Linked DNA regions of Mus musculus: all the other regions are linked to region 3. The links are chromatin contacts, called in public promoter capture Hi-C maps. All regions are on one chromosome and are shown on one strand. The core of a region is the stretch at or near the end of the contact, and the rest is flanking DNA. Distances in the headings are between cores, read along the strand shown.

Region 1 (6,761 bases), core at 1,584-4,083, 780 kb before region 3:
ACAGAGGCAGATGGGTTTCTGAGTTCGAGGCCAGCCTGGTCTACAGATTGAGTTCCAGGACAGCCAGGGCTACACAGAGAAACCCTGTCTCAAAACAAAAAACAAAAAACAAAAAAACAAAAACCCAAAACAAAAAACAAAAAAGAAATGTACACCACCACACCTGGCTCTTTTCTTTATATTTTTATTTCTCTATTCTTTATTTTTAAAATGGTCAGTCCTGGGTAATTTGTTACAGAAACATGAAAGATAAGAATCCAAGTACCTGGAGGGAGGTGCTTGAAAATATGGTGTGTGTTACACTTACTAGGAATGACATACATGGCACAGTTGGGGAAGATGGGCTGGCAGGCATCCACTGCAGAATGATTGACTGTCTTGGGGAAGGGGGCCTAGGTTGGGGGAGGAGGAGTTGGGCGGGGAGGGCCTTCTCTTAGGAGAAGCTTAGGTTGGGGAAGGACTGCTGACTGAAGACCTCTAGGCATCACGGAGGGAAGTTTAGCACCGAGTATTGTACCTAGCAGCTGTCATTAGGAATGTTGGTCACTACACCCCTATGTGTCTTAAATTGTAGATAGGTTTTCCACGAACTGACCTCAAGGCTGAGTCTTTTACAAATGAAAGGAGAATGAAGAAGCAGACCAAGTTTGGACCAGGCTGAGCAAAAAAGCAGAAAGGAGGGAGTATGAGTCTTTCAGCCTCTCCCTCAGAGGACCTGAGGGCTGAATCATGCAAGCCCAGCTAATGAATCTAGATGTTGCCTGGAAACAACACGGGACTGCAGAGATGGTTCACACTGGAGCCTGCCCTGAGTAGCTTGGCACATGCTAAACTAACCTCTGAGTATCAGCTATGCAGCCATGATCCTCAGGCCCTACACAATGCTGAAGTAAGGACCAACACAGACTTCATTCCACGGGTAAGACTTTCAGGGCCAAGCCCGGGGTTCTTTTATTCTAGTGTTTCATTGAAGGTCACTCCTTTGTGGAACTGCCTCGTGCCTTGTCACTTCGAGCACGCTTGCACACGGATGTACCAGCATGGTCAAACAAGGCTCATTAAAGGAGTTTGTGCTATAAGGGGTACATGCTTGCACACAGATGTACCAGAGTAGCCAACCAAGTACTATTTAAGGAGTTTGTGCTATAAGTGTGACCAAGGGTAATTTCTAGCTATTTAAAGCATTTTACTGGAACATTCTGGTGGGAAGTGGATATGCAAATGAGGCACACATACTCCGACACTCAGTGCAGCAAGATGGTGTAGGGTAAATGCCACTTTGAAGGTTTGTGTGAGGTGTAAGGGAGATGGCTCATCTACTTCGCAAGAACACTTAGAAAGCGCAGCTCTGAAAACCACAGCACCACAGGGGCTTATTTCTGACTTCTGGTAACAGAAAATAAAATTAGCAGGCCTACGTTACCTTTAATTTGAGAGTCAAATTGGGTCAAGGGAAAATGAAACGCCACAGGGAGAGTCTGCCGCTGTCTACTAGGGATGGAGAATCAACTAAACCAGCAATATCTTTTTTTTAAAAAAAAGTTATTTTAGTCATGTGTATGTGTGTGCAAGTGCTCACATCTGCCCACAGAGACCAGAGGAAGGAGTCTTGTCCCTTAGAGTGGAGTTTCAAGTTCTTTCAAGCCTAACTCTGGTCCTCTGGAAGAGCGGCAAGTGCTCTTAACCACCCAGCTCTGGAGGGTGGGGGCAGGAAGGTGGAGGCGTAATCAATCTTGTATTGCCAATTTCAGAGGACCGATCTTTAAATGATTAACATGTCTGTATATAGAGCTGAGCAGAAATCTGATCTGGAAGGCCAAAGGACACATTGCTGGGCTTGGTGACCTCCTGAAATGGGTATAAAGTCAACTAAAAGCAAGCAGGGGTGGTGCTTTCTCCACTGTACATTTCCCCAGTGGACTGTTATGGTGATAAGTACCCTGAGAGGACACAACTTTTCCTGAGTGTGAAAGAGAAGAGGGTCTTTTTCCAGCCAGGCTGGAGGCCAGGGTAGAAAAGGCCAGGACAGGGCCTGGAGAGATGGCACAGTGGCTAAGAGCACCTGTTGTTCTTGCAGAGGACTTGGGTTCAGTTCCCAGCACCCGCTTGGCAGCTCACAAGCATCTGTAACTCCAATTCCGGGGGGTGGGGGTGGGGGGTCCCGATGCCCTCTTCTGATCTCTGTGGGCAGCAGGAAATGAACTGTTAGTCACAGGATGTTAGTTTGGACAGAGGGGTGGGTAAGGAAGCCCCGTTGTGGGGGTTAAAGCTAGAAAATATAAGTTGCCTCTGGAATTGCAACTTCCAAATTTCCCCCCTCAGCACTGCAAGACTGGTCAGTCAGTCAGTCTCTGCAGACAGAGCGTCTTTCTGGAAATTCTTGTTCACAACACACACATACATTTACATAGATACACATTCACACATGTATACATGCATTCACACACCACCACTCACATACATGCACACCCTCTCATACTCCTAGACACCATCAAATGCACTAACACACATATACTTACACTCAGTCACATACAATTACATAGACATACATACATACATGTATACGCTCATATATACACTTACCCACACTCACATAATATAGGCACAGGTTTATGCTAACATATATTTACATACATACACACAGAGACACACATATATACTCATATGTGTTCACATATATACTTGCACATTCTCACATACATAGGCACTCATTTATAGTCACACATACTAGGATATACGCGCGCGCGCGCGCACACACACACACGCACGCACGCACACACACACACTCAGTGCCTTCCCCTCATAGGCTAGCCATTGGGAGGGTAAAAGCTTGGCAAAAGAAGGCTAAGGAACCAAGGTGGGCTGTAATTGACTCCCTCGGGGTTGGGGACCCTACCGGGCTGTCCCGGCTGTCCGCAGCACAGTGCTTTTGTTCTGAGGTGAATGCTTAAATCCGCCCAGAGAGGGGGTTCAGGGAAACAGTTGGAGTCGCCTGTGTTTTTGTTGGGAGGACGGAGTCACGTGAAAAACAATGAGGTAGAGTATAGCAAGTGTTAGGAAGAGACTGAGAAGTGGGGGCTTCTGGAAAGTGCTGGATTCTCCCAGTGTCACCAACAGAGAATGAGACTGCAAGTGGGGGCGGGCTGCACTTGCTGAGTCTTGAGCTAGCGACGCGCAGAGGTGCGGGGAGGAGCGAGCGCTGGAAGGAAGAGGAAGGAGGGAAGAAAGGAAAGATCGCCAAGAAAAAAGGTGAGGGGAGAGGAGAGGGGCCCTGGGGTTCGGGTTGGGGCGGTGGGCGTGTGCGGCGCGCGGGAGGGGTGTCTGCAGTCGTGTGTGTGTGTGTGTGTGTGTGTGTGTGTGTGTGTGTGCGCGTGCGTGCGCAGCTCCGCCTCGGTAGCACCCACCCGCACTTGTGAGCCCACAGAGGGTGGTGTGCGGGCAGGAGAGGTGGCCTGGGGCAGTGTCTTTCTCTGCTGGCTTTCCTTCCCGGGTGCTGGGGACTTGCGCAGGCCCTTCACAGACTGCACCGCCGCCGCTCCGCCGTAGCCAGTCTCCAACGCTTGCCTGCCTGGCTCCTCTCCAGGTGCCACCAACTCCTGCGACCCCAAGCAGGGGTGTAGCTTGGAGTTTTGCAGGCAGCCTTCTTGGAAGGGTCTAGCCTTTAAATCTAGCTAGCTGATTCTGGGCCAACCTCCCCTCCCCCGCCACAGACTGGGTCAGGCACCAGACCTGAGAGTGTGTGCGTGTGTGTTCACGCGCATGTGCCCAGAAGGTAAGGCTTGCTCAAAGCAAGCAACTGGGTTCTGGAAGACCCAGCCCACCAACACTGAGGTGTGTGGTTGCTTGCTTCCTGATTCTTGAGATGGCTCTGGGTCTGACTGGGAATTTAAAAAAAAAAAAAAAATCATCTAATTTGCCTATAGGTGGCAAAGATTTCCTAGGGTCTTAATTCCTAGAAAATAAGATGCCCAGAGCCACTCTGACAATTGTTCCCCTACTGTTCAGACACCTATCACTGTGCCCTGGTCCTGTCTTCATTTCTCATCCCCATCCTTGCACAGCTTAAGACTGCTGTGCCCAAGTCTCAGATGACACAGTGGAGGCCCAGACACTTTATATCCCTTATTCCAATTCTCAGGACCTGCAAAGAAAGTCAGAATTAAAACTGGTGTGTTGCAGGACATTGTTCCAGACTTTTAACAATGCACTCGGGTGGCAGACAGATCTCTGGGAGTTTGAGGCCAGCCTAGCCTGCACAGGGAGTTAGAGGACAACGAGAGTGACATAGTGAGACTCTATCTCATGGGGACAGGTGCACACAGTCAGGCTCTTATTACCCTCTCCAGTATCTAACACTGTAGAGCATCATGTTACTCCCCAACAACACTAGGCACCCAAGATGGAATGTACAGGGAGGGGCCCTGGGCTTCTTTTTCTTGCTACTGAGTTACTAATGTAGAAAATACGATTCTATATGAGCTGTCTGTTTTGTAGGAGAGTCGATGGGGCCCAGGACTAGGGAAGAAGATGAGGCTCATGGTCCACTTGGAGAATGTCCATCTTTGCCAGCCCCGGGCCCTGGGATGGAGGCTGATGGCTTCTTCCCTGGTGATTGTCAGTGCTTCCCTCACAGTCATCTCCTTGGCCAATGATCTTTTTATTCGCTCGCCAATCCTCCTTTGGGTTCCGTGTTCACATTTTCCAGTACTCTCTGTAGACGAGTGTGTCCCTGGCTTTAACGTGCATCCCTATGATGGCCATTGTCAAATTCATCTCTCCAGCCTTCCCTAATCGGAAATTCCAGAGCCAGATCCCCAAATACGTTAGTCTTTACTGAATAAAGGGTTTGTACCCAACTACCCCCCAGCTCCCAAGTCCAATATTTCCTAAGCCAAATCTCTCACCTTCATGCGTCTGGAAAAGATCTCAGTTTGGGTCTTGGGTTTCTTATCTAGACAGGTTAATCGCTGTCTAAACATGCCGCCCTGCTCCCGGACTCCCCGACTCTAACCCTTGAAAGCTCAGGAGTACAGTGATGGCTGGGACAGACCTTTATTATTCCCTGTTCTTGCCTCTTGGACCTTCTCCTAGTGAATAACTGCTGACTTACCAGTAGCCCCCCTTTTAGCCTGTGCTCCTCCTACGGTGAGTTTACTTTGGCTTTCATGGCCTCCTTGGCATATCACTGACACTCAGCACACATTTGGATACTTATTAACTTTTAATAACACTTTGAGACATTTTAAAGACCTAGTTTGTAGGCAGTAAAACATGTGCACAATAAAACCCATCACTGTTGGTTAGTGTGGGTCCATGACAGGATGTATAGGTGTGTATTGGGGAGTCTTTAGAAATTGAGATTTAGAGACTAAAGAGACCTAAGTTCAATTCTCAGCACCCACATTAGGAGGTTTAGAGCTGTATATGTGTAACCCCAGCTCCAGGGCATTTGACTCTCTGACCTCCATTAACACTGATACATTATTACAAATTTTAAATCTTTTTTGTGTGTGTGTGTGTGTGGATAAAGGCACTTGCCACCAAGCTTGATAACTTAAGTTTGATCCCCAGAACCCACCCGACAGGAGAGAACTGACTCCTGCAAGTTTGTCTCTGACCTCCGTGTGTATGTGACATAATGTGTCCCCACTACACCCCCAATAATAAATAATTGTTTAAAAGCTCGAGTTTCTACATGGCTGCAGGTTAAGACAGATAACGAAGTGAAAGCAGTAAGTTCTCTGTCAGTGGTGCTGATGTGAGGGGTGATTTGAAGCCTGGGGCATAAACATTCAGACCTGGTGTGTACAGTGAGTCTCTTCTACTTCTCTTAGTCCTCAAAACAAGGAGGATACAGAGCACTCGACGGCAATAGAAGAAAACGCAACAGCGTCATGGCCTCAGTGTCCACTCATGGGAACCAAGAAAAAAGCCCCCACTTGCCGCCACTGAGCAAGCAGGTAAGTTTGAGCTTGAGATTCTGCCATCTGAAGAAAACGGTTACAGGAGACTCTCACTAGAGCCTGTCATTGGTCAATCAGCCACGACTCTGTGTGTGTATGTGTGTTCCTGTACGCAAAGGCCAGGGATTGATGTTCACCATCTTCCGTAGTCAGTTCACATCATTTCCAAAAAATATTTATGTGTTTGTTTATTTGTCCATTTGTTGCTTATTTACTTAGCCATTTCTTTAGCGTGTGTGTGCTGCACTCACACATGCCATGGCTGGCGAGTGTGTGGAGGTCAGGGGACAACTTGCAGGAGTCATTTCTCTCCGTGTACCATGTGGGCTCAATGGATTGAACTCAAGGTCATCAGGCTTGGTCACCAGTGCCTTGGCCTGCCCAGCCAACTCGCCAGCTCTCCACTTTATGATTTGAGACTGGGTCTCTCACTGAACCTGGAGCTCAGTGGTTCAGCCAGACTAGCCGGCTTGTAAGTTACAGGTGTCCCTCTGTCTCCGCTTCTTCAGCCCTGAAATTACAGACACGTGCCACTACACCCCGATTTTCAAGTGGTCCTGGGGATCCAGACTCTGTCCATCATGCTTGTGTGGCAAGCACTTTACCAGCTAAGACGTCTCCTGACTCTTTTTTTTTTTCAAATGCTTTTTCTCAGCCAGGCTCTTTGTCAGATGGACACAGGAAGGAGGAAGGAAGATGCGTTTGGGCTGTCTTGAAAAGCACGTTAAAATTTCTGTTTGCAAACTCTTTACTCTTCCCCCTTTAGAATCTGGCTTAACTCACTCAGCACAGCAGTCA
Region 2 (6,460 bases), core at 2,117-4,616, 730 kb before region 3:
CCACTCTTCCCGAGGGCTGGCGTCCACATGGTAGCTCAAAACAGTTTCTAACTCCAGTAGCAAGTGAAGTGACACCGTGTTCTGGCTTCCTCAGGCCCTGAATACATGTAGCCCACAGACATACAACACAGGCAAAACACCCACACATATCAAATAAAAATAAAGATGCTTTAAAAATCCTTACAGTCAGCCAGGCATGGTGGCTCACACCTTTAATCCCAGCACTCAGGAAGCAGAGGCAGGTTGGATTTCTGAGTTCGAGGCCAGCCTGGTCTACAAAGTGAGTTCCAGGCCAGCCAGGTCTACAATAGACAAACAACATCATTATCCTAATCATAAGATCTGTAGTCAGAAAGCGAGAGTTGATAGTCTAATAACTCCTCACTATAGGGAAAGGCAACAAAGGCACCAGTTGTTACAGCAGTCATTAAATGTAAGAGTTAAAACCCCAACCAAGCCTGTGACTCAGACACACCTGACTTGGAGAAACAACAGTGACTTACCAGCTACCGCGTAACACAAGTAGACACATTTAACACCTCTAAGTCTTAGTTCCTTCATCTCTAAAGGGAGAGAACTTTACTAACCTATTTTCATGCTATTACTACTGACAATTTCCTTAATCTCTATTAGTAATAACCACAATATCCCAAAAGTGTCCCAATATAGTCTATAAATTATACTTTCAAACATGCATTTAGGTCAAGTTTGTAAGTGAAGGTTTTGGATGGAATTATGCTAATTAGAAAAAATGATGAGCCAGAGCTGGAGCGATGGCTCAGTGGTAATGTGCATGAACTGCAAACACTAGGCTCTGAGTTCTGATCACCAATACACATCTAAGGAGGCAGAGACGGAAGATCCTGCGGGCTCATGGCTGGCCAATTTAGCCAAATGATGGAAACTCCAGGTTCAGTGAGAAAGATGGACCAGGTGTTGGTGGAGACGCACGCCTTTAATCCCAACATTCAAGAGGCAAAGGATCTCTGTGAGCTGAGGCCAGCCTGGTCTACAGATCGAGTTCGAGCACAGCCAAGGCTACACAGAGAGACCATTTCTCACTGCCTTCTTCCCTCTGCACATGCACATACACAGGTACCACAGAACCACCCAAGAACATTCTTTAAAACAGTTCTTAGACAGGATAACTCACATCTGAACCAGAAGCACTCTTCATGGCACTCTGCAAAGAGTCTCCACTCCTCCTCTGTCGGAATATAACCGCCTCCTATGTCTTTTAAAGAAAGATTGGAAGTCATTTTCTCAAAAGCCTAAAAAGTTAGCTTTGTCTACTAATAACAAGAACATTTAAAAAATAAAACTAAGACAACTGGCTTGTCACTTATTTTTAAAATCAATTTTGACTTCCTACAGAATTTATTCTTACTACCCACTAGTCAGACAGGCAAGACACGGTGCTAAATGAAAATATGTAAAACAAACCCCCACCCCTGTTCAGATAATAAGAAATTTAGAGACAGTAACAAGAGAATATTTAAGCTGCGTGTGTGACTATGTCACACCCATAAGACCAGCCCGATTTCTGTTACTCAGGCAAATAAAATGTCCTTACCCAGAAAGTGTTACAAATTATAAATACTTAATATGGAAGTTACCAGGAGGGGCTGGAGAGATGGCTCAGCAGTTAAGAGCACTGACTGCTCTTCCAAAGGTTCTGAGTTCAAATCCCAGAAACCACATGGTGGCTCACAACCACCCATAATGAGATCTGATGCCCTCTTCTGGTGTGTCTGAAGACAGCTACAGTATACTTACATATAATAAATAAATAAATATTTTTTAAAAAGTTACCGGGAATAGGTCTTGACACTTGTGCATTCGGTTCTCGAAAATCAGCCCTCCCATTCATAGTTCCTGTATCAGAAACATTTATATCCAAATATTACAAAGTATCAGAATAAACCCCCCTAACCAGTCTACCTGTAAATCAACAAATATTTACTGAACATTAAACATTTTTACAGTTAGTTGTATTTTACGTGCATGGTGCTTTGCTTGTATACACTAACATGCCTGGTGCCTGAGATCAGATGACACCTGATCCCCAGGAACTGGGAGTTCCAGATGGTTGTGATACTGTGATAGGACATGTGGGTACTGGAAACTCTGCAAGGGCCAGTGCTCTTACCTGCTGAGTTATCTCTTCAGGCCCCGACTTTTACATTTCAACTACCTGACATAAAAAAATAACTGAATGAAAAAGGGTCATAAACATATCTGAACTAATTATTCACATTCGACCCTTTGATTGAAAAACGGGTACATCAAAACAATGGAAAAAAATTCCCTTCTAAGGCTAGGTTATGTTATTTCACATTATTCTGTACCTTGACTCAAAAACAAAACAAAAACTACAACCATATCCAAATGATTAGGGAAAAACCTCAAGTCACTTCTAGGTTTCCAATTAAAACGAAACTGCATTGTATCCCCTAACTCAGCAGTCAAAAAATAATGACGTCACATTTTCTGCAGGTAGCTACGCTAATGGCAAACTTCCCTGTACCAGCCCAAGTAATCTTCAAACATCTTAAATAAATTTTAAAATCCAAGAGCAAATATATTCTTTCGCCTTCCTTTAAACTTAGACCTCAGCATTTCAGACAAAATAAGGAGTACGTCTTCGCTGAAACAAACGCATCGCAGTATGACTTACTGGATGCCAACAGCAAAGCACCTTTCTGTAATTCGTTTAGTCACTAAAATCATCACCTATTGCATACCTATATCCCTTCAAAGAAAAAGGTTTCAGAAAAGGTAAACTGAACTCTTGGACAGATGAAGCATTCAGAGGAAGCTTCTCAAACTGCAAAACCCTACCAAAAAAGAAAAAAAAAAAAAAAGAAAGAAAGAAAATCTCGTCCCCAGGGAGGCTGGAGGGCAGTGCGACCTGTCTGATCACTACAGCTCAAAGCTGTAATCATAAAGAACAAGGCTCAAGCGAGGCAGTAGCCGCGGACGCCAGCACTCCTGTCCCTGACCTGCCACCCCACCTCGGCCATCGCGGCTTTCCCCACCCCTCCATGCAGGTCTCCCGGTGCCCGAGTCACCGGCGCTGCAGCAGAGCCCAGGCCCGCAGTGCGACCGGACACCTCCGGGCAGGAAAATGGCGGCTGCGGGCGAGGGTGGGAGACTGGCGGAAAGCCGCGCCACCACACCCACCTCACGATGGAGGCGGCAACGCTGGGAGCAGGACCCGGGGTAGAGGCCGGGAGAGGACCCCAGAGACAGGCACAGCGGACAACGCGGGAAGCGGGGAGGGGAAAGAGGGCAGCTTCCAAGCGATCGCCAAGATGTCACCCACACACGAGCGCCAGCAGGCCGACACCCGGAAGCAGTACCCTTGACGGGAAATGACGTCAGGACAGCGCTGGGAAACAGCGGCGGGCCAGTTTCTCAATACTCACGGATGTCGATCACGCCCCGTCCAACTAGTCCCGCCCCTTTCACCGCCCCCCACCCCGCCCCAGGCCGCGGCGCTCCAGAGCTGCACTGCGGCTGCGCGAGTTAAGGCCTGCAGCTCAGCTCTGCCTCTAGGTTCGATGCTCTTGTGACATACCCCAGAGACTGTTCAGTGACAAGCCAGTAGGGACATTTTGGAACCCCTCCATCCTCAAGTCCCCTCCTTATCCCATGACTTTCCTTGGACTTCCCTAATTTTAAGATTTACAGAAATTTTCTTATGCTTTAAGCCTCTAGGCTAGGTAGTGAATTTTAAGCGTGAACTCTTAAGTTAACTGTCAGAACCTCCAGTCTAGTGTCCGATTGATTCTAACACTAGAGTCAGGATACACTCCAACTCGGAGACTCAGAATTTACTCATCTGAATAACAGAAATAATGTGTGTTTCACAGTTTTGGGTTAAAACAAGTCTGAAAAGGAGTTTAGGCTCTGGGGCTGTATTACCAGGAGACTATATTTTAATGCTAGGAGACCAACTTTTCGTCAGAGCTCAGGCTGCCACTCCTAACCACCAACTATTCATTTCTTACACTGATCCTAGGCATGTTTACTGAGTGCGTATACTGAACCAAGTCCTGAAAGTATATCGTTGATACCTCTGATAGCTCCAGCCCACGAAGTTATGAACTCCTATAATTGTCAGACTTCCCACCATTCCTCATTTCATATGTTTTTCACTGGTTCTATGGCATCCACGAACTTGTCTGTATGCTTATTTAAGAGAGAAAGTCATGTAAAACATGAATCCGGAGTCATGGCTAGACCTCTATGGCTCCTGAACCCCACACTAAGGACGAACTCAAACATAACTTGGGTGAGCTCCAAAGCCTTCCTGGAAGCTGATGCCCATCCAATGGAGAAAGGCGATAGGATTTGTTAACCATCTTAGACCCTTGCTATGGCACCAGGAACGTGGGGATCACCAGAAATCACGGAACTTTAAGCTCAGCTGTGAAAGCCTTGGGTTCCATCCTTGTGATCAGAGCAGCTGTGGTGTACCCACTGGAGACCCTCAAAAGATTGCTTCCACGAACATGCCCTCCTGAAGAGTCAAGAGCTCAGAGGCACATCCTTTTCTCAAAGGTACAAAATTGAGCATATATGCTTGGGAGAAAGATGTATTAAGAGGCATAGCTGGCAAGCTGCCCATGATTTGGAAAGTAACTTTAATTAAGCTCATTAGTTCACCAAGCATGACTTGATGGAATTATTCCTTCCATTTGCCATTGTTCTTTGAGAGGAATAGAGACATCCCTGGAAGAGTCTTTAACAAGCACTCTTTCAAATATCTTCATTGAGCAAATAGCCAAGGCGGTATCAGCCCAGCTTTACCTGTTAGATATTACTTTTGTTTTTCAGAAGTCACTTTATTTGTTTTTAAGTATTTATTTATTTTTATTTCTGTGTGTGGCTGCATGAGTCTATGTGTACCATGTATACCCCCACAGGTACAGGAACTGGAGTTACGGGCAGATGTAAGCTACCTGATGAGGGTGTAGGAAATTGAACCCAGATAATCTGAAGGACAGTAAGTGTCCTTAGTTTCCAAGGTATAGCACCAGCCCTGTTAGCCTGTTAGACATTACTGTGAAACCATTATTAAAGGAATATGTCAGAGTATTCCTTAATTCATAAAAATTCAAGCAATCTAATGAATTTCTTCTTGACTTCAGTGACATCAAAGTTTCCCTTTTTAGCTGCACTCTTTTTTTAATTTTAATTTGTATTAGTGTGTGTGTGTTACAGCACTCTGTGGAGGTCAAAGGAGATTTTTCCAGGGTTGGTTCTCTCTTTCCACCTTGGGATCAGGGGATCAAACTCAGGCTGTAAGACTTGTGTGACTGCCAGGCAGTGGTGGCGCACAACTTTGATCCCAGCACTTGGGAGGCAGAGGCAGGTGGATTTCTGAGGTCAAGGCCACCCTAGTCTACAGAGTGAGTTCTAGGACAGCCAGGGTTACATGAGAAACCCTGACTGGAAAAAACAAAAAACAAAACAAAACAAACAAACAAAAAAGACTTGTGTGACTTGCTAAGTCATCTCCTCAGTGCTGGATGGATTTTTAAGATTTAAAATTGCAATTATTATTGTTGCACTTGTGTGTGTGTGTGTGTGTGTGTGTGTGTGTGTGTGTGTCCTGCCTATGTATGTGGAAGGGCACACTTACCTGTACATACATGTTTAGAGGCCAGAGCTTGACTTTGGGTGTTTTTCTCTATATTCTTCATCGTTTAAAAATAACAATTATTCAATGTATCTGCAGTTGTGTTCTATGAGGGTAAGTATTTTGCCTTATCAGTTCTTAGAAATCATTAGAAAGAAATCACTATAAAGTTCATAGACTATGCAATTACAAGACAGAGGTCTACTATTTACATGCTTTTGGCAAATTATGCATTTTGTGTTCTTTTTCTGGGAGAAAGAAAGGAAGAAAGCAAGAAAGAAAGGAGAGAAAGAAAAGAATTAGAAGTCCTTTTGAGTGAGAGCTCTATACTAATGCAAAATCTGGTTTTTATTTGCCTACTAATGAGGCTAGGAGGTCTGTATTGTTCAAAAAAATGCAATGTCATAGAAGCCAGAGTCAAAGACTATCCCCGAAAGGAGAATGTGGTCAAACCAAATGTTCATAAGGACTGTGAGTCAGCTACTAACTGCATCAGTAAGGTTATTTATAACGTTTCCAAGTATTATTTCATTCAAATCTAGATTATAGGGTAGGGCAAAATAAATCCAGATTATAATGTACTAGGAAAAGAACAGCCAGTGCCAATGTGTGGAAAAGTATTGATTAGTCTTTCCAGAAGTTTAGCTCTTTGAAGAAGGCATATCTAAATGGTAGTTAAGGGAAAATATGAGAACTCAGTGAAGGGTAGCTTTTGTTTTATAAACCTGTACAGACTTGGCTTTGTTCACAAACATAAACTGCAGGCAAAGAGAAGGGATTGAAAATGGCGGGAGGAGAAGGTGAGGGAGGAAA
Region 3 (6,175 bases), core at 3,011-5,510:
ACATCTAAACACACATGTCCGTGTCTGGATTTAAACAGCCAGTCCTTACGGCCCACAGTGGCAGCTGCCAGAAAACCGACACCAAACACAAACTCAGCGGTGCCGACTCAGACACTCAGACAACATATAAGACTCACACAGACGTACCTTCAAGGGGTCTTTGGGGTTCCTGGGTGTCACGCAAATCTCAGTGGAACTTCCAAATGAAAGACCCTAGTGGGGAGACCCCCACTCAAGTCCTGAGATGGCGCACGCACCCAAAGAATCATGAGAGACTGACACGTATCTCATGCAGGAGACAGAGGGGTCAACCATGAGGCTCAGAACCTGGGGGTTTACATACAAAAAAGTTGGGGGCAGGGGAAGAATTGGCATGGTTACACATAATTGGGCAGTTTAAACATCAGCAAATTGTACGTGCAGAGCGAGGTAACAGCAATTCTGAGGGGCAGGTGATTATCTATGTCAGCAGAGCATCTGGTTAACATCTAACCCATATCAGAAGGGCTGGAGACAGGGAGGCACCATACCAGATGGCCCATATCTCAACTGAGATAGTCTGGACTTTCTTGCAGGTCTCTCTTATCTTTATGGCTAGCCAGTTCCTGGAATGACTTAACAGCAACAGCCTTTGTTCTTTGCCCTAGGCCCAAAAAGCCCTCCTAACTAGCAAGCTGCATGAGTCATGGACCTTGAATTTAATTTTCTTTCACTACATGCCTCAGTAGTATGTTTGACCTGGCATTCCATCAGAGACTGTGTAATAGTTTACATAGTTTCACAGTTAATTGTGGGGAGTGGGTGTGGCGGTAGTCCCAAGATGGCACCCGGGACTGCAGCCAAGTCTTATGACTTGCACCTGACTTCCTCATACACCCGAAAATAGGCCACGCCCATCGTGAGAGCTGCGCAGGTGCACCATGACGCAAGATCAGGCCATTTGACGAAGGCCAATGAACTGAGATTACACGGACTGGGCAGATGGGGCATGGTTGAGGGGTTATATAAGGGACTGCGATTGGGGGCTAGAGAGAGATTCCTGCTTGCATGTTGAAAGGTTCCTGAATAAACTGCTTTGAGAAGAATGCTGTGTCATCGCTATTTTCTGCTGGTTGGAGACAGAAGCGACAGTTAATGTCTGATGACATTAGGGTTGTGCTATAATTAAAGTGTGCACCCCAAATACATTATATAAACTTAATACCTGGATTAATAGTTTGATGGTTTTTGGAGCTGAAACCTTTGGGAGGTAATTCCAGCTAGATGCAGTCACGAAGGTGCAGCCCCATGGTGTGATTAATGGCTTTAAAAGAGAGAGGCCAGAGCTTGATTTTCTTGTTATTTAACAATTTAATGTCTCTTGCCATGTTATGACCCAGCAGGAAGTTCCTCACCAGCTTCTAGCACTTTCCCAAGCTATAAGAATAAATCTCTGTTCTGTTAAGTTTAACTAAGGCACTCATAGTTACCCAGAATTCATCTGTGGCCTCGTGTATTGTTATAGCAACAGAAAACAGACAGAGGCCAATGTCACATTGCTTCTAGTTTGGAGCTATTTTGAACATCCTTCCAACAAACTCAGGTATATGCATTTATGTGTGTAGTTATGTTTTGCTTTCTTTTGGGTATATATCCAGAAATGGATGGAACTTCTTTTTTGTTTGTTTGCTTGCTTGCTTTTTTTTAAACAATTTTTTATTTGATATTTTCTTCATTTACAATTCAAATGCTGTCCTGAAAGTCCCTTATACCCTATCTGCCCTGTAGCCCCCCCCCCTCCCCTGTTCCCCAACCTACCTACTCTGGCTTCAAAATGGAACTTTTTAATCATAATACTTTGGTAGTACATCAAATCTATTTTTGACTTTTAAGCAGTTTCCACTCCTACCAGAAAATCTGAGCACTCCCAATGCTTGGGACTGTCACTTTATTCATCTTTTTTTCACCTTATTAAGTTTTAAAACTTTTTGTGGGAAAAGTTTTTTTTTTTAATTAAAGTCAAATACAAGCTCAAAGTTATATTTCTCACTCTGTAAACCCATAGCCCTTTGAAAAACATCAAAGAACCTTTATTTATGTTGCTATCTGAAATTTCAAAGTAAACATAGCAGCATGAAAAACTTGAAAATGTACTCTCCACTTACACATGCTCCTGTGTTGTTCTGCATGGTCAAGGCTTATGATGTAATAGTATTTGTTCATGCAGTGAGCTCATAACATTGTTTGATGTCAAAGTGGTTATCATTATAAATTCTCATTACATTCATGGAAAAATTTGAATAGGTGAAGTTTTTGCCTTTTAAAGTACTCCAATATAATTGGAATAGCCGTATGTGTTTTCCAGCTTTCTATGAACCATATCACATTCCTGAGATAAACTCCCTTAAAAAAAGGAAAAGTGTGCTTTGGTCTATGGGTTCCTGAGGTTTCAATCTTAAAAGACTGGCTTCACTGATTTGTATTTGTGGTTAAATGATATATCATTCTAGGCATGTGTGGTGGGGGCCAAATCTCATACCTCTAGGAGAGAGAAAGAGAGAGGAAGAGAGGGAGGGAGAAAGGGAGAGAGGGAGGGAAAGAGGGAGGAAGAGAGGGAGTTAGGGAGGGAGAGAGAGAGACAGAGAGAGAATCCTTCAAGGGCATACCCCTTGACTTAAACCTCCAGCCACTTACAGGTTTCATTACAAAGGCCGAGGAGTAACTAGTTTCCACGTGGCTTATCAGGACATTGCAGATGCAGAACATTAAAGAGAATTACACAATCATCATATGTCTAAGAGAGGAGGCCAGGAGTCACTTTACCTAGTTGCAACCCAGGCCCTGCTGGAGTGTTGAAAAAGATTTTTTTGGTGTCATTTATTTATTAAAAATTGGTTTCAATGATGAGACTCCACATGTTATTAAACAGGTATGTAAAAGAAAAGGAAGGAATGCTTGTTTGAAGCTCTCGATAAATATTAGAATAGTTTATAACTAATGTTTGGAGGACTGGAGGGAATGTGTTCTCAGGAAGGTTTAGTATGGAGATTTGGACAATGTGCTAACGCAGATCTGTGCTACACACCAAGGTTCTATGAGGGTCTCCTTATCATCAGCCACCTCAATATTCCCTCGACATTTACTGGTTTTGGATGAATTATAGGCCATGATGTAATACCTATGTACAAGAAATTAAAAACATGATAGAATTAAAGCTTAGTTTCAGCACAATTACCTCTCTATGCTTTAGTTTTCCCAGTGGTAAAATTGGAATGATAAATAAGGTTATTTTGAATAAAAAAAAATATTGACACAATGGACATGATGATGAAGGCCTGGAGCCCCAACAACTTCTAAGGCTGTGGTGAGAGAATCATGAGTTCAAGAACAGCCTAGATAATATTAAAAAAACTCATCTCAATAAATTATAAGTGTAAAACTTTGTATATGTGCAAACACACACACACACACAGACACACACACATATATATGTAAATATTTTGTACACTCCTGGACACATTGAATGGCATCTAAATATATTTGTGGTAAATGTTGGGAAATTAACTAAGCTGAAGGGTAATTTAAGGATTGTATAACTTCAAATATCAACAAAAATTCAGCTCATTTTCCAAGAGACCACTAAATGAATTTCTGCAATCTATACGTAAAGATTAGCTGCTGGCTTTCAGTTATTTTCCTTAATGAATCTACTGGAGGGAGCAGCCTTGAAAGGAAAAGAAGCAGTCTCTAAGGGAAAGCTTGTTTTAAAGTATAAAAGGTGGTTAATACTAGGGGCTAGATTTCATTGTGAGTTCTGAAAGCTTTCTCCACTCAAACCATTTTTTCCTACAATGCTCCCGTGGCTCTTCTGATCCTGCTCCCCATGGCGTCTTCTGTTTTCTAAGTACTTCCTGGACGAGGACCTGCCTGCTACCTGCAAGCAGCAAGACTATGGCGAGAACAACTGTTTGTGAATTTTGCCCTCTCTGAATCCTGAAACCTCGCGTATTTCCTGGGAGCAGCCGCCAGTAGCAGCATGCTCCCGGCACGCCCACCAACGGAGGCGTCTACTTTTCATGAGCCTCGGAACACTCTGGGAAATGTAGTTCCCCAAAGGCCGCGAACGACCGCGCATGCGCACTGAGCATTCCTTCGTCTCTTCCGGGAAAAAAAAAAAAAAAAAAAAAAGCTGCCTCGCTGCCACGCATTCTGCGGTCCGCGGGCGGAGGCTTCTGGGAGTTGTAGTCCCTGGCGGTGGGCGCCGTCGGTAAGGAGACGTAGCTTTTCGGTGCGGTCCACTTCAGCAGTTGGTTCCCGGCCGCGGCCGCGGCCGCACGGTCAGTTCGCGTTTCTGTGCCTACCGCACTTCTCCTGAGGCTGAGGAGAATTTCCCGTGGCTGGGTTTTTCCTGTCCCGGGTGGGCTCCTCGTGGCTCCGTGCTTCTTTTCTGCCCTCCGTCTTTTCCCTCCTCGCCCGTCGCTCGAGCCTGGGCTTGGCGGGACTCGCCCTCGGGAGACACAGGGCCGCAACCTCCTCAGACCCGGGTCTCCGTGTCGCGGGGTCCGTCCGCACCCAGCCTGACCCTGCGGTCCCTCGGCAGCCGCCTCCATCCTCGGACGCCCGTTCACGCTCCTTCTCCTTTATCTCTCCGCTGCAGGGATGGACGCTCCCTGGCGCCAGGTGGCCGCTGGCCGAGGCCGAGCCCGAGGACGGGCCACCGCAGTGCCCCTCTCAGGAAATGGAGTCCCTTTTGGTGGCGCTGGAGGAGGGCGAGCCAAAGGGTCTGGGGGCGCGGTGTCTTCGGGCCCCGGCCCCGGGGGAGCAGCAGCTCTGGCCCCTGCGGGTCGCGGGCAGCGCTCAGCTGGAGGCGAAGCCCCGCAGCCCCCGGGGGCCCGGGGTGAGGATGGCTCAGGTGAGGATGGCTCGGGTCTCCCGCCCCACCAAACTCCCCAAGTCACTTCCCTACTTATCGCTGGCTGCCAGGGCCCTCCAAGTCTCTCATTCACTTTTTAACAGCTCCCGGAGTTTAGTCTCAGGGAACCGTCTCCATTCAGGCAGATTTTCATCTCATCGCTTGCATCCTCATTTTAATTGATAATTGCCTTTGTTAGTCACTTTCTTCAATTGTGTGCAGCTGATTTGGTTAACTCAGTAAATGGATCGCCAGAGTTTGTTTTCTTTTATAATCTAAGATGTTTAACATCTGTCGTAAAATAGGACCTTGTGCTTTCGCATCTGTGTGTATGGTAACAGCAAGCTAGGCTAAGGTCTCAGAATTCCATTTACGAACAGATTGGGAACTCCATTCTTCATTAATCAACTCGACTTTCAAGACCAGTTGTTGATAGCCATCTTTCCCAGGCTACCTGACTTTTTGGACCCTGTAAGCGTTTTGGTTGTTGTTTTTAACTGATCCCAGTGCAGAAATTCCATGTCTTTCCATGATGTATCAGGTGTTGCCACGATGGATTTGCCAATAGCCTTGGTCCAAGATCTTTTAGGGCGACGTTGAGAGTGTTTATACATAACACTCCAGATAAAAGAGAGTGGTCCCTGAAAGTGTTTTGTGTTTGGAAGGTATTTTTTCAGAAGAGGTTTAAAATTTTTATTTCTGAAATTATAGTAGAATTGCATCAGTTCTCCCTTCCTGCTAGGAGCAAAATTGAGTCTCTGCGTGGGGTTTCCCAGGGTAACTTGAAAGTTAGTTTGCGTTGATTTTGCTGGCAATTGGTCAGTTAATCATAGAGGTGCAGTGTGCTATTTAGAGACCTATGAACAAGTTGGTAAGCTGGCTTGGGTTTTGTGGATAGTAGGAAAGCAAGCATTCTCTACATAGTATATAGTATATAGTATATAGTATATAGTATATAGTATATAGTATATAGTATATAGTGTATAGTGTATAGTATAAAGTATATAGTAGTTGACATTTGTGAGGAAGGAATAAGTTAAGACAATTACCTGGTCACTTTGTGTGGTGACATTCTTCCAAATGGTACTAGGTACATACATGTACCAAGTGTCATCTCTTCCCAATTCAGCTTTTTTTAACAACCCCCCCCCCCCGGCTCATTCCCAGAGATTAATGACCTCCTTGTAATTTTGAGATGTCTCACAGCAGTTACTGCTCTTCTTTTTCTGTGTTCTCAAAGATTTCTAAAGAAAGCCTCATATACATTATCTTCCGTTTTTACCC
Region 4 (6,380 bases), core at 3,276-5,775, 700 kb before region 3:
GAGTCAGGCAGATCTCTTGAGTTTGGGGCCAGCCTGGTCTACAGAGCTAGTTCCAGAATAGACAGCGTTACATAGAGAAATGCTGTCTTGAAAAACCCTTAAAAAAAAAAAAAAAAAAAACAATTTCTAGCCGGGCAGTGGTGGCGCACGCCTTTAATCCCAGCACTTGGGAGGCAGAGGCAGGCGGATTTCTGAGTTTGAGGCCAGCCTGGTCTACAAAGTGAGTTCCAGGACAGCCAGGGCTACACAGAGAAACCCTGTCTCGAAAAAACAAAAACAAAAACAAAAACAAAAACAAAAACAAAAACAAAACAAAACAAATGCCTCCCCAAAACCAAAAAACCAGTTTCTGGGGCTGGTGAGATGGCTCAGCGGGTAGGAGCACTGACTGCTCTTCCAAAGGTCCTGAGTTCAAATCCAAGTAACCACGTGGTGGCTCACAACCATCCGTAATGAGATCTGATACCCTCTTCTGGAAGTGTCTGAAGACATATGTATAATAATAAATAAATCTTTAAAAAAACAAAAACAAATAAACCAACCAGTTTCTGTGTTTAATAATGAGAACAGGAAATACATTTTATGTATTGTTTATTGTTTATACTATTACTTTGCAAAACAAAGAATTGATATGGTTTATGTCAGTTCCCTATTTTCTTTGAATATTTTACAAGTGTATGAAATAAAGGGTGTAGGAGGACAGCCTGGGTAACACCTTGGCACCGAAGATAGATTTACAACAGAATATCATGAAATTGCAATGCTCTTAGAATGCTACTCAGGCCTAGACTGGATTTCACTTGTGAGCTGACTTTTCTCCCTCATCATTTCAGTTTCCTGTGCACTCCCAGAAAGCCTTTTGTGAGGCCAGCTAGCACAGTAAATGGTGTGGAAGCAAAGTCACACACGTGTGGCCTTGCTCTTCCAGAGCAAACAAGGATGGTGAAAGAGACAGAAGAGAAGCGTCTCGCTTCTGTCTTCAGTGTGAGGCCTGTCATTAGGACAGTACCCACGTGGTAAGAAAGTCGCACCAAGAATAAATCAGGGAGGGCCTCATAAGGAAAGCAAAGCCCTGTCCTGGGCCAGCCACTCGATGGATGGCTAGGAAAGTCCTCCAGGAAGGAAAGGAGGGAAGGTGAGACTCACAGAGGACACCATATGGCTACAGGCACTGAGGCTTGACTGTCAAGGAGGAATGATCAGGAAGAAACTTGAGAGGAGGCCTGGAGTCAGGTTATGAAGGGGCTTCTTTGTTTTGTCCAAGTGCTTAGATGATACCCAGTACATGTCTACACCCCTACAGTATTGTAAGCAGGATGGAATTGGAAATCCATCTAGGAAGTCCAGTGCGGGGCCTTTTATGTCTCAGTCAGTAGAACAGGCTGGACTGTAAACTGGTAAGTGCTGGTTTCAGTGCTGCTCTCAGTGGATGTCAGCTAGTTAACGGGAAAACACATTTAAACTCGGAAAGTGGGAGACCTGGGCCTTCTCTAAGAAACCAAGGAATCTTCCCAGAAGTTTTGTTCTTGTGCTATTTTCAAAATATGCATTTTAATTTTAAACTTAAAGATAGCAAATACACTTATTTTTCAGCTGCGTTTAATATATTAAGATCCACCTAGGGTGATTGGTGTTTCTGTCTCCTCCCGACACAAGTATCATTTCTTAACTGTTGAGAGCATAAATTCGACTACCTATCCTGAAGTATTCCATTGACTGGTTTGTTTGTTTGTCAACTGTATGTACCCAATTGTGCTATAGAACATTAAAAACCACTCTTCCTAGGAAGGCATGGTGGTATATGCCTGTAATCCCAACATGTGGTGCGATGGAGGTAGGAGGACGGGGAGTGCTAGGAAATCTACAGCCATATAGTGAGTTCAATACCAGCCTCCATGCCATGTGTGTGGGCTGAAATGGGCTGAATAGGTCTGTCATGGATAAGCGCAGAACAATCTTAAAATAACTCTGTGTGAAAGGTGATAAACTTGCCACAGTCAGTTAAAGAAAAAGAGAGCCTACAAGTAATTACGGCCGGCCTTCTGAGGCCACGAGCCCCGGGTGCTGGGGCAGAGCAGAGCACGGTTAGCTGGACCTCATAAAGCAGGGGCTTAGACTGAGCTGAAAAACTTTACCGAGATCCACACAAAAGCTACAGCTGTGTATACACTTACACCAGGTGCCTCTCTCCTGAGTATTACAACAGTCTTTTCTACTATAGTCTCGTGGATGACTAGAAGCCAGAAGACGCCTCAAAGCTTATCGAAGAGCTAGGATTATAACTAAGCAGCAGGGTGTGTATTTAACGTGCACAAGGCTCTGAATTCCACCCCTGGCACTGAGAAACAAAACAGAGCCAAGGAAAAACCCAACACACACCCAAAAGGCAAGTGTATAAGCAATAAATGAGCATCCTGAAAAAGAACACATATGTGCCTACACGTCTAAGGATGGTTACACAGACATACAGTTGACTGCGCACATGTACAGGTATAAGTGAGTACAAGTGTGAAGTCATACAAGTTCAGGTTCCTTGTCTTCATTCAGATTTAGTCAGCATGGATGGAAAATATTGGGAGGACGAGGGATTTAAATTATTGTTGGCGTGCACTATGTAGCAAGTCCCACCCTGATCACGTCTGCATTGGACATGCATAGATGTTATTGGTCATCATTCTCTCAGTGATCCAGTACAATAGTGAGTCCCATAGCACTGACATTGTGTTAGCTATTAGAGACACTCCAGCGTTTATTTTCAATATGTAGAGGACTCTGCATGCTACATGTCAATGGCATGTGATTTTATAGGAGACCTGAATAACGGAAGATTAGGGTATCCCTGGGGTGGGGGGTCTTTGAAGAAATTCCCTTGCAGATATGGGAAAGAGGGATGACTGTATCTGGAGGAGTAGGTTGGAAAGGGGGCTTAGTTAAAGGCCGTAATTGGGTGCTTGTATTTGTGAAGGCCTTATAAAACAGCTAGGTTCCCATCTCTTGTCTCAGCGTGTGACAATCGTGAGGGGCTGAGACTTTAGCTCACTGGTAGAGGACTTACCTTGAATGCATGAGTCCCTAAATTCATTCCCACTGCTGCAAAAATGTACAAACAATTTAAAAGGAAGGACCTGCAAACACCAATCAAGTCCCGCCTCTCTTACTGCTCCTCGATAATAATGGCTCTCTGAGTTCAGGAAAAAAGCCTTATCTCTCAACTGTCTATGCTTATTTCCCTCTCTCTAAGCTGGTCTGGTCTAGGGCGGCATTGGGCACAGCCACTTTCTTGGCACTACTGGAGGTGACTGCTGCACCTGTAGGGATCCTCTGACGTCGTCAAAGGATCGTCAAAAGTATCAAAGACCATAGAAAATAGAGAGAACACTTAACCTGTTCCTTACTATTTCTTGGCGGGTCCGAAAGCCATAACCACACTCAGGTTTTTTGGAAATAACCTTCGTTTCCTATATCTGGGGTAGGAACCTGGTGCTAAGTTAATGCAGATCCCGAGGTTGTCGCAGGATTCCTCTCCTTTAATGAGCAGGGTTCTGCCACTCAGGTTTCTCCTGGCGAGACTTCTCCCTCTTCCTTTGGGTAGATGTGCTTTCCCCGGAAAGGTGCCACTGTCCTTCAAAGACTAGCCCTCTGGTGTCCACATTTGTAACAAGAGGAACTTTGAGAATATCAGCAAAGAGGAATATATGTTTAATCTTTCCAAACAATTTTTAAAAATAATAAAAAATAGCATAGTCCCGCGCAAATGCCAGTATGACACACAGGACGTGACCTAAACGGAACTTCTAATGGGAAGAACTTAACGCTTTTCTGAACGTCCTATTGCAAGATAAACAAGGAAACCCCTGGGTTTGAAGACACCTTCGTTAATTCTTCCGGGTGCGTAAAGCCAGGAAGTCAAGGATGTGAGCAGAGTAGACAGGGAGTGTGAACTTGATTAATTCTCAGGAGCCAGTATTAGGATTTCAGGTGTTCTCACTCCATTCACGAAATAGGATTGGGCTCTCAGGATCCCGCAGCTGCTGTGGTGTGCTTTTTATCTGAAGATTTTTGCATCCTTTCCACCTCTCTTTCCCGCCTTCCTCAGTATAGGTTGTTTGTGCTCGACCTCTACCAACATTTAAAGGTACAGAGGCTTTGAGGGTGCCAAAATAGGGAAGACTTTACGACTGTCTTTCAGCCGTCCAGGGAGAGTGATAAAAGGTAAGGGGCGTGCAGACTTGCCTTTTCTTACCCAATCAGGTGCACAGGAAGATGTCTTTCTACCAATAAAAATAAAGTTAGCTTTCCGGAGGCGGGAGGGTGAGCCGTGACTGCCAGTTCTCCAAAGCAACGTTGGAGGCGAGGACCGAGAGTGATTAGAGGTAGGTCCAACCCGGGGGAGGGGGCGGGGCGAAGGTGGGGAAACTCTGAGCGGCGGGGAGGCCGGCCAGTGGAGGGCGAGGACCGCTGTTCCTGGTGTAGTATCCTTCGCCAATCAGGAAGGCGAGTGGGTGGGCGGGGCAGAGAAGGGGTGGGCAGAGCTCGCAGCACTGCCGGGCGCCCGTCGGGCTCTGGGAGAGACAGAAATCCGGTTAAAATCAGAGTCGGAGGGAGGTTTAACCACGAATCGGTCCCGATCGGATTATTCCTTAAAGGGGACGCGCCATTGTCAAAGAGAACGGAGCCTGGGGCCCGAGGGCGGGGACCGGCGGCGCTGGAGGAACGAGGCAGCTGCACGGGACTGGGGACCTGGTAGGTGCTGTTTGGGGAAAGGCGCTTCATTTCACTTTCTCTTCCAGCGCGGGGGCAGGATCCGGGATGCCCGCCGACCGTCGGCCGTAGGATCCGGGATGCCCGCCGACCGTCGGCCGTGGGATCCCGGGTCCCCGGCCCTGGCCCGGCTGCCCTTCTTGCTGCGAGCCGCGAGGGAGGCGGACCGGGATGGGCGGCTGCGGCGCCGACTGGGGAGGCTCCTAACGGACGCGGGCGCGGTACTGAGCCGGGGTCAACCGAAAGCCCGTCGGAGCTGCGGCAGACCCGTGGGGGAGCACCGCGCGCCCCGCTCTGCTGCGCGCCTCCTTCCCGGCCCGTGCCCGGCTCTCCCCGCGCTCCCGGCTGCCCTGGTCGCGCGCCGTCGTCTCCACGCTCGCTCCGCTCTTCCCGCGCGCCCGGCTGCCCTGAGCGCGCTCCCTGCGCCGCTCGGCGCGCCGGCTTGGTTCGCACGCCGCGGGTTCACCGCGACCCGGGAACCGCCCGGCGAGGAAGCGGGCGGCGGGGCGGTGGCGGCAGGCGCTACTGCTGGGTTGATCATCCGACCCGGCTGAAGGTGCCGGCAGGCGGCCTCGGGAGGAGAGGCGGCGGGCTCGCGCTGCGCGCCGAGGTTGCCGGCCCGGCCGGGCATTGTCCGCGATCCTCCGCCGCGTCTCTCCGCCCACTGCTTGCGGTGCTGGGAGGGGTGCGGACCTGGGCGCAGAGCCCACTCCGCCTGAAGCGACGGCGCACCCCCGGACCCGCGCCTTTCCGGAGCCGGGGTCGGCCCGGCGGACGCCAAAGTCACCGCCCGCCGCCGGGCCTGTGCAGCCCGGGCCACCGGCTTCGCAGACACCGGCGCTGGCTCCTCGCGGTCCGGAGCTCAGCCGTGCAACTTTTCTTTGCCTTCTAATGGGAGTTGTTGCTTCCGGGCGGCAGGTTCTCCCGGCCCGGCCGAGCCTCGTTTCTTGCGTCTGCAGAGGCCGATATCTAAGGCGATCTGGGGCCTGAATGCTTTACTACTAGTCCAGCTTTGTTCCTCATTACCTACAATCGCTTTGCTTGTAGACTTTCGAGGATATAAGTCCCAGGTTGCTGTGTTAATAAAAGAATAAATAAACGGGTGGGGGAATGGCTGAGGGGCTAGAGCTTCAGACAGAACTAAATGTGCTTTAACCTTTGAACTAGGGAAAGTATTACCGGGACTCCACGACAGAAGCTCTTCGAGGAGGGTAGAAGGGTCTGTAGGATTGGGGGGGGGGGGGAACAATGAACAACTTTTGATGGAAATAAAAGTTGGTTTTATAAACTGCTGTTCCGCCTAGCAGGTGCCTTCCATAAAGTTGATCTCCCCTACTGAATGCAGGCATTGTAACTACTTGCAGGCAGGCACTCTTGCTATTGGTGAATCAAATAAGAGGTCTTTGCACTGTGAACATTCTGCCGGTGTTGAACTTGTCAATACTTGCAGCAGAAATCATAGCTAGAAACAACACATCCCTTGTTGGAGTCCTTATTTAGAAAAGAATGTTTTCATAAGCCTTCATTTTGACAGTTTCTTGAGCAATGGTTTGTAGAGCGCTTGGAGGCGGCAAGCTGCAGCCTTATCAAGGAAGTAGCATCCGGCCTATGATTCTTTG

What was found. Promoter capture Hi-C pulls out the DNA fragments that hold promoters and counts their contacts.
Region 1: a promoter capture Hi-C map of cranial neural crest shows a contact between it and region 3. The contact joins the promoter of Ociad2 here to the promoter of Nfxl1 in region 3. A contact is called at or near these places in 5 of 39 promoter capture datasets (cranial neural crest, hippocampal neurons, liver and 2 more).
Region 2: a contact with region 3 is called in a promoter capture Hi-C map of pre-B cells, with 4 times the contacts expected there. The contact joins the promoter of Ociad1 here to the promoter of Nfxl1 in region 3. A contact is called at or near these places in 6 of 39 promoter capture datasets (the C10 cell line, cranial neural crest, liver and 2 more), 1 of 484 Hi-C or Micro-C datasets (pre-B cells), 1 of 115 datasets of contacts at active chromatin or transcription factors (extraembryonic endoderm stem cells) and 1 of 9 other capture datasets (adipose tissue).
Region 4: a promoter capture Hi-C map of pre-B cells shows a contact between it and region 3. The contact joins the promoter of Fryl here to the promoter of Nfxl1 in region 3. A contact is called at or near these places in 5 of 39 promoter capture datasets (cranial neural crest, liver, neutrophils and 1 more).

Annotation. Positions count from the first base shown.
Region 1 is chr5:73,335,019-73,341,779 of GRCm38.p6, reverse strand. It overlaps Ociad2 (OCIA domain containing 2), which reads left to right and starts at 2,833. Exons shown (of 7, transcript NM_026950.4): 1 at 2,833-3,249; 2 at 5,835-5,960. The coding sequence starts at 5,895.
Region 2 is chr5:73,289,700-73,296,159 of GRCm38.p6, reverse strand. Ociad1 (OCIA domain containing 1) reads right to left here and starts at 3,366. Exons shown (of 9, transcript NM_023429.4): 1 at 3,184-3,366; 2 at 1,813-1,875; 3 at 1,154-1,234. The coding sequence starts at 1,870.
Region 3 is chr5:72,557,730-72,563,904 of GRCm38.p6, reverse strand. It overlaps Nfxl1 (nuclear transcription factor, X-box binding-like 1), which reads left to right and starts at 4,260. Exons shown (of 23, transcript NM_133921.3): 1 at 4,260-4,316; 2 at 4,637-4,891. The coding sequence starts at 4,639. It overlaps Gm34144 (a long non-coding RNA gene), which reads right to left and starts at 638. Exons shown (of 4, transcript XR_001784872.2): 1 at 1-638.
Region 4 is chr5:73,254,763-73,261,142 of GRCm38.p6, reverse strand. Fryl (FRY like transcription coactivator) reads left to right here and starts at 4,525. Exons shown (of 63, transcript NM_028194.2): 1 at 4,525-4,743.